Regions from separate parts of the Cyprinus carpio genome. Here region 2 is linked to region 1. The links are chromatin contacts, called in public Hi-C maps. All regions are on one chromosome and are shown on one strand. The core of a region is the stretch at or near the end of the contact, and the rest is flanking DNA. Distances in the headings are between cores, read along the strand shown. Region 1 overlaps LOC109050620 (CBP80/20-dependent translation initiation factor-like). Region 2 holds the start of smad7 (mothers against decapentaplegic homolog 7).

The links. A called contact is a pair of places that touch in the nucleus more often than the background predicts.
Region 2: a contact with region 1 is called in a Hi-C map of skeletal muscle, with 3 times the contacts expected there. The contact joins the promoter of smad7 here to the enhancer-like site in region 1. A contact is called at or near these places in 2 of 8 Hi-C or Micro-C datasets (liver and skeletal muscle).

What each region holds. Positions count from the first base shown.
Region 1 is chrB21:3,173,250-3,177,137 of ASM1834038v1, forward strand. All of the region lies in intron 7 of LOC109050620 (CBP80/20-dependent translation initiation factor-like), which reads left to right. Among protein-coding and RNA genes, the nearest start is that of LOC109050620, 24 kb to the left of the region's middle. Within about 2 kb of position 1,797, at least 1 of the 8 cell types and tissues checked has an H3K27ac peak or open chromatin away from gene starts, as enhancers often do. A contact at or near this core is called in skeletal muscle, where this site is marked.
Region 2 is chrB21:3,259,132-3,263,067 of ASM1834038v1, forward strand. smad7 (mothers against decapentaplegic homolog 7) reads right to left here and starts at 1,262. Exons shown (of 4, transcript XM_042747584.1): 1 at 244-1,262. The coding sequence starts at 695.

The DNA.
Region 1 (3,888 bases), core at 547-3,046:
CACTGACCACTTAAGTGTGTGTGTGTGTCAGGTGAGTGATTTTTGTAGCTGTATTGTTTGTCACCTGATACACAATATCCTGCCAGATTCACATGCCCTGTGGCACAGACACACACACACAATCTGAGTGTTTATATGCTGCTGTTCTGTTTGTTTGTTGTGTGTGTGTGTGTGTGTGTGTGTGTCTCAGTGTGAGCGGATGTTTCTGCGCACTGTAAACTTTTATTGTCTTTAATACAGAGCAGAAGGAAGTGATACACCGTGTGTGTGTGTTTTATCACGTTCACTCTTCCCATTATTCCCACAAAATAGGCATCGTTTCAAATAAGGTCAGAGTCAGTCTGTCTGTTTCCGTCTTGGACGTGTGTGTGTGTGTGTGTGTGTGTGTGTATTACTTAACTGTACTTTGACCCTGAAGTTAAATTGGTAACACTTTACAGTAAGATTAGCATTAGTTAATGCATTAATGCATTAGTTTATATATATTAACAGCATTTATTAATCTTCGTTAATGTTACCTTTGTAATATTTGTCAATGTATTAACTGATGTTGATGCACTTTTTGTTTTAAAAAAACTAATGTTGAAATTAACAGTAAGATTACAGAATACTGTAGAAGTATAGTTCATGGCTTGTTCATGTTAGCTAATGTATGTAGCTGATTGTGATGAATTAGAATGTTCCCGGTAGATCTGACTTAACCTTGCTTTTAAGTATAAGATGCACAAAGATTCAGAAGTCCTTTTTTTTTTAGTATTTGTTATAGTCTATAGTCATTATAATTTATGTAAACATTGCTGAAATCAATAGCATTAACTCATTTAAATAGTTTAAATGTATGTGTGTCTATATATATATATATATATATATATATATATATATATATATATATATATATATATATATAATATATATATATATATATATATTATTTATTTATTTTTTTTTATTTTTTTTTAACTAACAATTATTTCTGAAAAGATATCATGCTTCAACTTTCATTATTAAAACTGTTGTTTTGATAACAGACTAAAATGATTATTAAAACAGTAAATATAATTCTCTTTTAGAATTTGTGTAATAGGCATTATAATTTATATAAAAATAGTGTGTGTGTGTGTGTGTGTGTGTATTTTGGGTGAAAACACTGATTTCATGTTTTTTGCATAATATGTTTTGACTCATTCATATGCATCTCTATAGTGTGTTTGATCAGTGGTCTGTCTGCGATGGGTCAGATATTGTAGACGTGTCTAGTTACTGCGGAACAAAAGGCCTCCAGCGGGCCAGACACTGAGCGCCTGCTCCCCCGAGCTACGTGCGGCCCGACAGGAGCAGAGAGCGAGTGAGAGAGACCCCGGCAGATCTGACACAGAACAATGAGGAGGTCAGACATCCCTCCCTTTCCTGTGATTGTCAGTCACACACAGCTCCTACCTGCTCGCCCGCTCGCTCTCTCTGTCGTAACGCTGGAATGAGGAGGTCAGTGAGGGAATCTTGGATGCGGATTCGTCTGTTGGGAGTTGAGGAATTTGTGGGCGGATGCTTGTTGGCCGATTCAAGCGACTGTATGACGTGTCTTGTTACAAAACCCACCGCTTTAGAGATAAAATACAACTATTTTAAAGTGCATGTGTGCATGTGAGAGAGATATTCGGTGTCTTATCAGGAAATCACTAGCACTGCTATTTAGAGAGAGAGTTCAGAGTGTGTGCTTCAATCAGGTGTCTTCTTGTTTATTTACTAAGCAACTGCATAGCTACTCCCTGGTGACAAACCGGAACAGCATAGCAACTGCATAGCAACCGCCTGGTGACTTCATAGCAACTGCCTGGTTACAAACTATAGCAGCCTAGTAACCACATAGAAACTCCCTGTTGACCAATCAAAACAACCTAGTAACCACACAGCTTAGTAAATGAATAGCAACTGCCTAGTGACAAACCAGAATAGCCTAGCAACTGCCTGGTGACAAACCATATCAGTGACCACATAGCAACTCCTTGGTGACCAACCAAAACAATCTTGTAACCACTTAGCAACTGGAACAGCCTAGCAACTGAATAGCAACCGCTTGATGACCTCATAGCAACTCCCTGATTGCAAATGAGAACAGCCTAGTAGACTCATAGCAATTGCCTAGTGACAAATCAGAACAGCATAGCAACTGCCTGGTGTCACACCAGAACAGCCTAGCAACCGCAGAGCAACTCCCTGATGACCTATCAGAACAGCCTAGCAACTGCATAGCAGTGCCTTAGCAACCACTCTCAGCACAGTAGCAAAAGAATAGAAATGTGTTAGAAATCTAAAGTGTAAGGAGTGTGAGATCATGCGCTGACTCTTTACCTAATTGGGCCTGAGAGAGCCATGATGTCTATCCCATCATAAACGCTCAGAGACACGAACCCGTGTCACCCGGCAACCAGACCAACACACTCTCTGCAGACGCGTCCAAAGGAACGTAAAGCTCAGGCTGCTGTAAACAACACACGGGTCACTGCTGAACTCACTTCATACACAGATTGTGTGCTACACTCTTCATCTGGGGAGCCAAAGAATCCACACTGATATTAAACAAGAATTGACTTGGACTCTGCAGTAGCCAGAAAGTGTTTTTTATGAGTACTTTTTTTTTTTAGCCTTTGTTTTAGTGGTCAATAATTTTTCTCCAGGTGTCCAAAATCTGGAAATATCAGGGAATGTTAAAACTCTGATTCCCAGGCCTGTGAAAGTCATGGAAATTGAAGGGGACTTATAATGCGATTTCAAGTTTTCCTTTATCTTTGGAGTGTTACAAGCTGTTCATGCATGTATAAGATCCATAAAGTTGTAAAGACTAAAGTCTCAAAACCAAAGAGATATTTTTTATAAAAGTTAAGACTCGTCCACGCCTTCCTAAAACACTTCATTTAAACACGCCCCCACATGTCTACATCACACTGTTGGAAGATTTGCAAAACACCGCCCAGATTTTTACACAAAGAAATAAGGGGTAACTTTTATTCTTGCTGTAGTATTGTTGCCCCAATGTTGTGAAGAGGCTGTGTTTTTCTAAATATGTTAAAGAGCATAACATTTCCGTCACACGCTTGAGGTATTCGGCCAATCACAACCACTGGATAGCTGGCCAATCAGAGCACACCGTGCTTTTCAGAACTTTGTAAAGAACTTTTCAGAACTATTTTTTTTTTTTAAGCCTTGTAAACATTGATGCGTTTCAGAAAGGCGGGGCAGAGAGGAGCAACCATAATGTACGGTATGTGAAAAATAATGTGTTTTTTCCACATTATTTTCCACATAATGTACATCATTGTTTCTCCTCTGTGCCCCACCTTTCCGAAACGAGTCGATTTTTACAAAGCTCATAATTCTGAAAAGTGAGGTGTGCTCTGATTGGCCAGCTATCCAGTGTGTTGTGATTGGCCGAATGCCTCAAGCGTGTGACGGAAATGTTACGCCTCTTACCATACTGTGATGCGGTCTCCCAGTCCAGCTGCTCTGCTCGTGCACATCCCATCATCGCTTTCTTTTAACAGTTCAGTCAGTGTACTGTTAGGAGTAACTGAATAACTTGGGATATTGGTTTATTTCACGTCAGAGGGAGTGTCAGACACGTTTATAAGCCGAATAACTTAAGTTATTTGTGGATTAGTACGTACTGGAGACACGAACCGTTTCAAACGATTCAGATAGATTTGGTGACTGGTTCGACTGGTTCACTAAGAAGATCCGGTTAAATAGAAAGATTCGTTCATGATCCGGACGTCACTAGACGAGACAAAACAAATAAAACCCATTACAAACGAGGTATTTGTTGCATCCAGTGAGGACATAATTACTGATTATAATGACTTATACTGTGTTTTTACGTGTTGCGTTGTGTAT
Region 2 (3,936 bases), core at 12-2,511, 85 kb after region 1:
ATATATATAAACATGATATGTGTTATGATAGTACCACATAAGCACTATATGAAACATTTACAACAACCAGAATAATTTTAGTTCAAATCCGCTACATTATTCTGTTCTATTCCATTCTAGGCTGTAATTTTTAAACGAGCACTCAGTATAGAGAAGGCAGAATAAGCCTCTAATGTGTTTTCTAACTCGCGTTCCCGAGTTAGCACACTGTTTCTGAAAGCAGCTCTAGAGTTTGTGAAGGGATCTCTCAGTCTGCTCATATGATGCGGGTTGTGGTAATCGAGCTCCGGGTTGATTTTCCCGTAAGATTCACAGCAAGAGAGTCTCTTTAATTCCGAGGAATGCCGGAGGTCCGGCCACCGGAACACCTTGTAGAGCAGCAGCGGCAGCGGGAACGACTGCTGACCCAGTCTGGCGTCCGCTTTCCCCGGCAGGAGGAGGCAGGGGCTCCGCGCCCCGCCGCGGGACTCCACCGCCTGCAGGAGCACCTCCAGCTGCTTCTCCTTGATCTTCTTCAGGATCGAGTACGTCAGCGCCTTCAGTTCGGCCTCGGTGCCGGGGTTAGGCTTACTGGCGCCCGGTTTCCCGAGGCAGCAGCCCGCGGCGCCGCCGGTGTCCGCGTCTCCGTCGCCCTCCGCGGGCGCACGGCTCCTCCAGAGTCGCCTGACGAGCCCCGATCGTTTGGTCCTGAACATGCGGGACGACAAGAGGGTTCCCCGGCTACAAAACGGCCATTTTGTCCGCAAGTCATGAAGATCCGGAGGTCCGAATCCACAGGCGCAGAGCAGACGGCGGAGAAACGGCGAGCAGGAGAAGCGGACGCGATCCGTTTCATACGCCAGACTTTACTATTTCACCTCACGGAATCCAAAAGGGAAAAGCTGAAACGACTGTCTGGGTTTGCTGGAAACGATCTCGGATCTGATGTCAGTGCGCAATCATCGGAACCGATCCGCGAGAGACGAGTTCGGTCGTAATCCACAGCGATCGCTCGGCTCGGGGATGATTAATCTGCCGTTTACTTCGTTTGACATCAAATCTGCAGCTCGGATCGGACTGACAAAAGCCGTTAAATCCACATCAGACCCCGCTGAAGAAAACCTCTCACGACAATTCGCACGGTACGATAATACAACGCTCGAAATATCCACAAATATCCGTCTCCAGAGCGCACACGCGGGACGTTTCCGAGTCGATGAAGAACTGAAGGACTGAGCGCGAGCTGAAGATCAGACGCCTGTCTCTCTCTCTCTGTGTGTGTGTGTGTGTGTGTGTGTGTGTGTGTGTGTCCGCGTCTCTCATTGGCGCGTCGGGGGTCATGTGATTGTCTAGACACCCTGTCGCTTTAAAAAAAGAAAAAAAAAGAAGACCAGGCAGGAAAAAGTGATTGTGTTGCGCAAACATAAAACAAAGTAACATGTACCCTCAGACTGACACATGGGACGCGGATTTTATAAAGTTACTGCGTAACAGATACAATAAGAGTGTGTTTGTGCTGGTTGTGTTGTTGTGCTATGAAGTCTCATTTAGGGAAACACACACGCACACACACACACACACACTGGCGCCAGGCGCGCAGGTAAATTCATATGAAGAATGAAACACACTCTGAAAATAAACACAAACTCAACAAATGGTTATGATGCAATCATGACATGTTTAGATGGAAACACATTTCTTGTAAGTAAATTGCGAAATTTGAATACAAATATGCTGTATTAACATAAAAAGAATAGGCCTACATATGCATATAATATACGTTATCTAAATTAGACTTTGGAACAAAAGAGTAAATTATTCTTCTTTTTGTAAATTGTTTTTATTTATAATATTACTTGTAAAATTATTTGATCGATTATATTAATTTTATTTGAGCTAATTATTATTTACTATTATTACTGTATATTTTATTATAATTAATAATTTATCAACAATTATTATTATTATTATTATAAAAAATATTATTTAATATTAATTATTATATTATGTAAATATATTAAAAGCATTTTTTTAATAAAAATATTTTATTAACATTAATATTCTTGTTATACACTATATGTACATTGTTTTTTATAATGTATGTGATATTTAGATGTTGGAAAAATACTTTAATTGTTTTAATAATAGCAACAATAATAATTATTATTGTATGGGCAGTGTTTGTAAACGAGTGAACATGTTACTGTCTGTATTTAAGAACTCATGAACTGCTGCCGCCTATTGGTGAGAAATATTTCACATTGTCAAAGTACACACACACACACACACACTTTTCTGAGGATGTGCAGGGTTTTGTTCTCTCACAGAGTGACGCTTCTGTCTCATGAACAGCTCGTCTGTCTGCTGTTCCTCTCAGACTCTGAACAGTTTTGCGGGGTTTTTAAGGAATGAAGGGGTCGCGACCTCTGATCAATGGCGCGCGCCGCGTGACAGACGGGATGCGTGCGCGCTCACAATGACTGTAGTGACGCAATCAGAGCTGCGTGCCTCTTTTCACAATGACGTCACGACGGGAACGCGAACCTGCCACGGTTCCACACAATGAATGAATAAAATAAGTGAAAGAAACAACTTCAGACTTCACGTCATTCCATAATAGACAGAGAGAGAGAGAGAGAGAGAGAGAGCATCACTACAGGGCATCAGAGAAGATGACGATGATGATGATTGGCTGCTGTTGTTCGTGGATGAAGATCTGCTGCGGTCACACCAGCACTAGTGTCTGTCTATCAATCTTTAATAAATACATTTTGGTTTTATTTAATTATTTTATATGATTTCTAATTCGTTTTTTATTTATATTTTGATTATTTATTTATATTTTTTTTTTATTTTTTTATTATTTTTTTAATATTATTTTTTTTTTTTTTTTTTATATATATTTTATTATATTTTATGAAAATTTTCAGTCCTTGATTTACTGTTATTTAAATAAATCTTTTATTGTTTTCTACTTATTTTTATTTATTTCCTTAATTTATCATGAATTCTTGTATGCTTTTATTTATTTCATACATTTGTTTAAATTGTGTGAAACAAAAGCCCTATGTCAGGTATTTCTGAGTTTTGGCAACACTGAGTGACCTGTGAGGGAATGACATTCATGACTCCAGGCATAAAAACAGCTGTTTATTTATCAAACATGGACTCACCTGATAGATCAGTAAGAAACTACATGAAGCTCAGATGGAGAACAGCTCAGCTCAAACTCTGACCAGATCTCACGGACGTCACTCCACTGGAGGAACCAGAAGCAGTTTTATGTGCTTCATGGCCTGATAAACGAATCAGTCTTTCTTAGAAGTAAAAACACCTATAAACTGTCTACATGTGCAGCATAAACTCCAGCATGTGTTCACATTGTTTAGCAATAGTGATTTTTATTTTGTAGTGATAATTCTGAGCATTTTTTTTGTCATAGTTTATGAGCAATTTTTTAACAATAGCTCTGAGTGATTTTTATTTATATATTTATTGATATATTTTTATTTTTTGCAATAGTTCTGAGCGAGTTGTATATTTTTGAAGCGATAGTTCAGAGCAATTTTTTTCAGCAGTAATTCTGAACAATATTTTTTTTTAGCAATAGTTAGTGAATTTTATTTTCAGCGATAGTTCTGAGCGATTTATATTTTTTGCAATCGTTCTAAGCAATTTGTATTTTTTTGCGATCATTCTGAGCTATTTATATTTTTTGCAATCATTCGGAGCGATTTTAATTTTTTTGCGATAGCTCTGAGCGATTTTAATTTTTTTGCGATAGCTCTGAGCAGTTTTTATTTTTTTGACAGTTCTGAGCTATTTTTATATTTTTGCGATCGTTCTGAGCTATTTTTATTTTTTGCGATAGCTCTGAGTGATTTATATTTTTTGCGATCATTTGGAGCGATTTTAATTTTTTTGTGATAGCTCTGAGCGATATTTATTTTTTTGCGA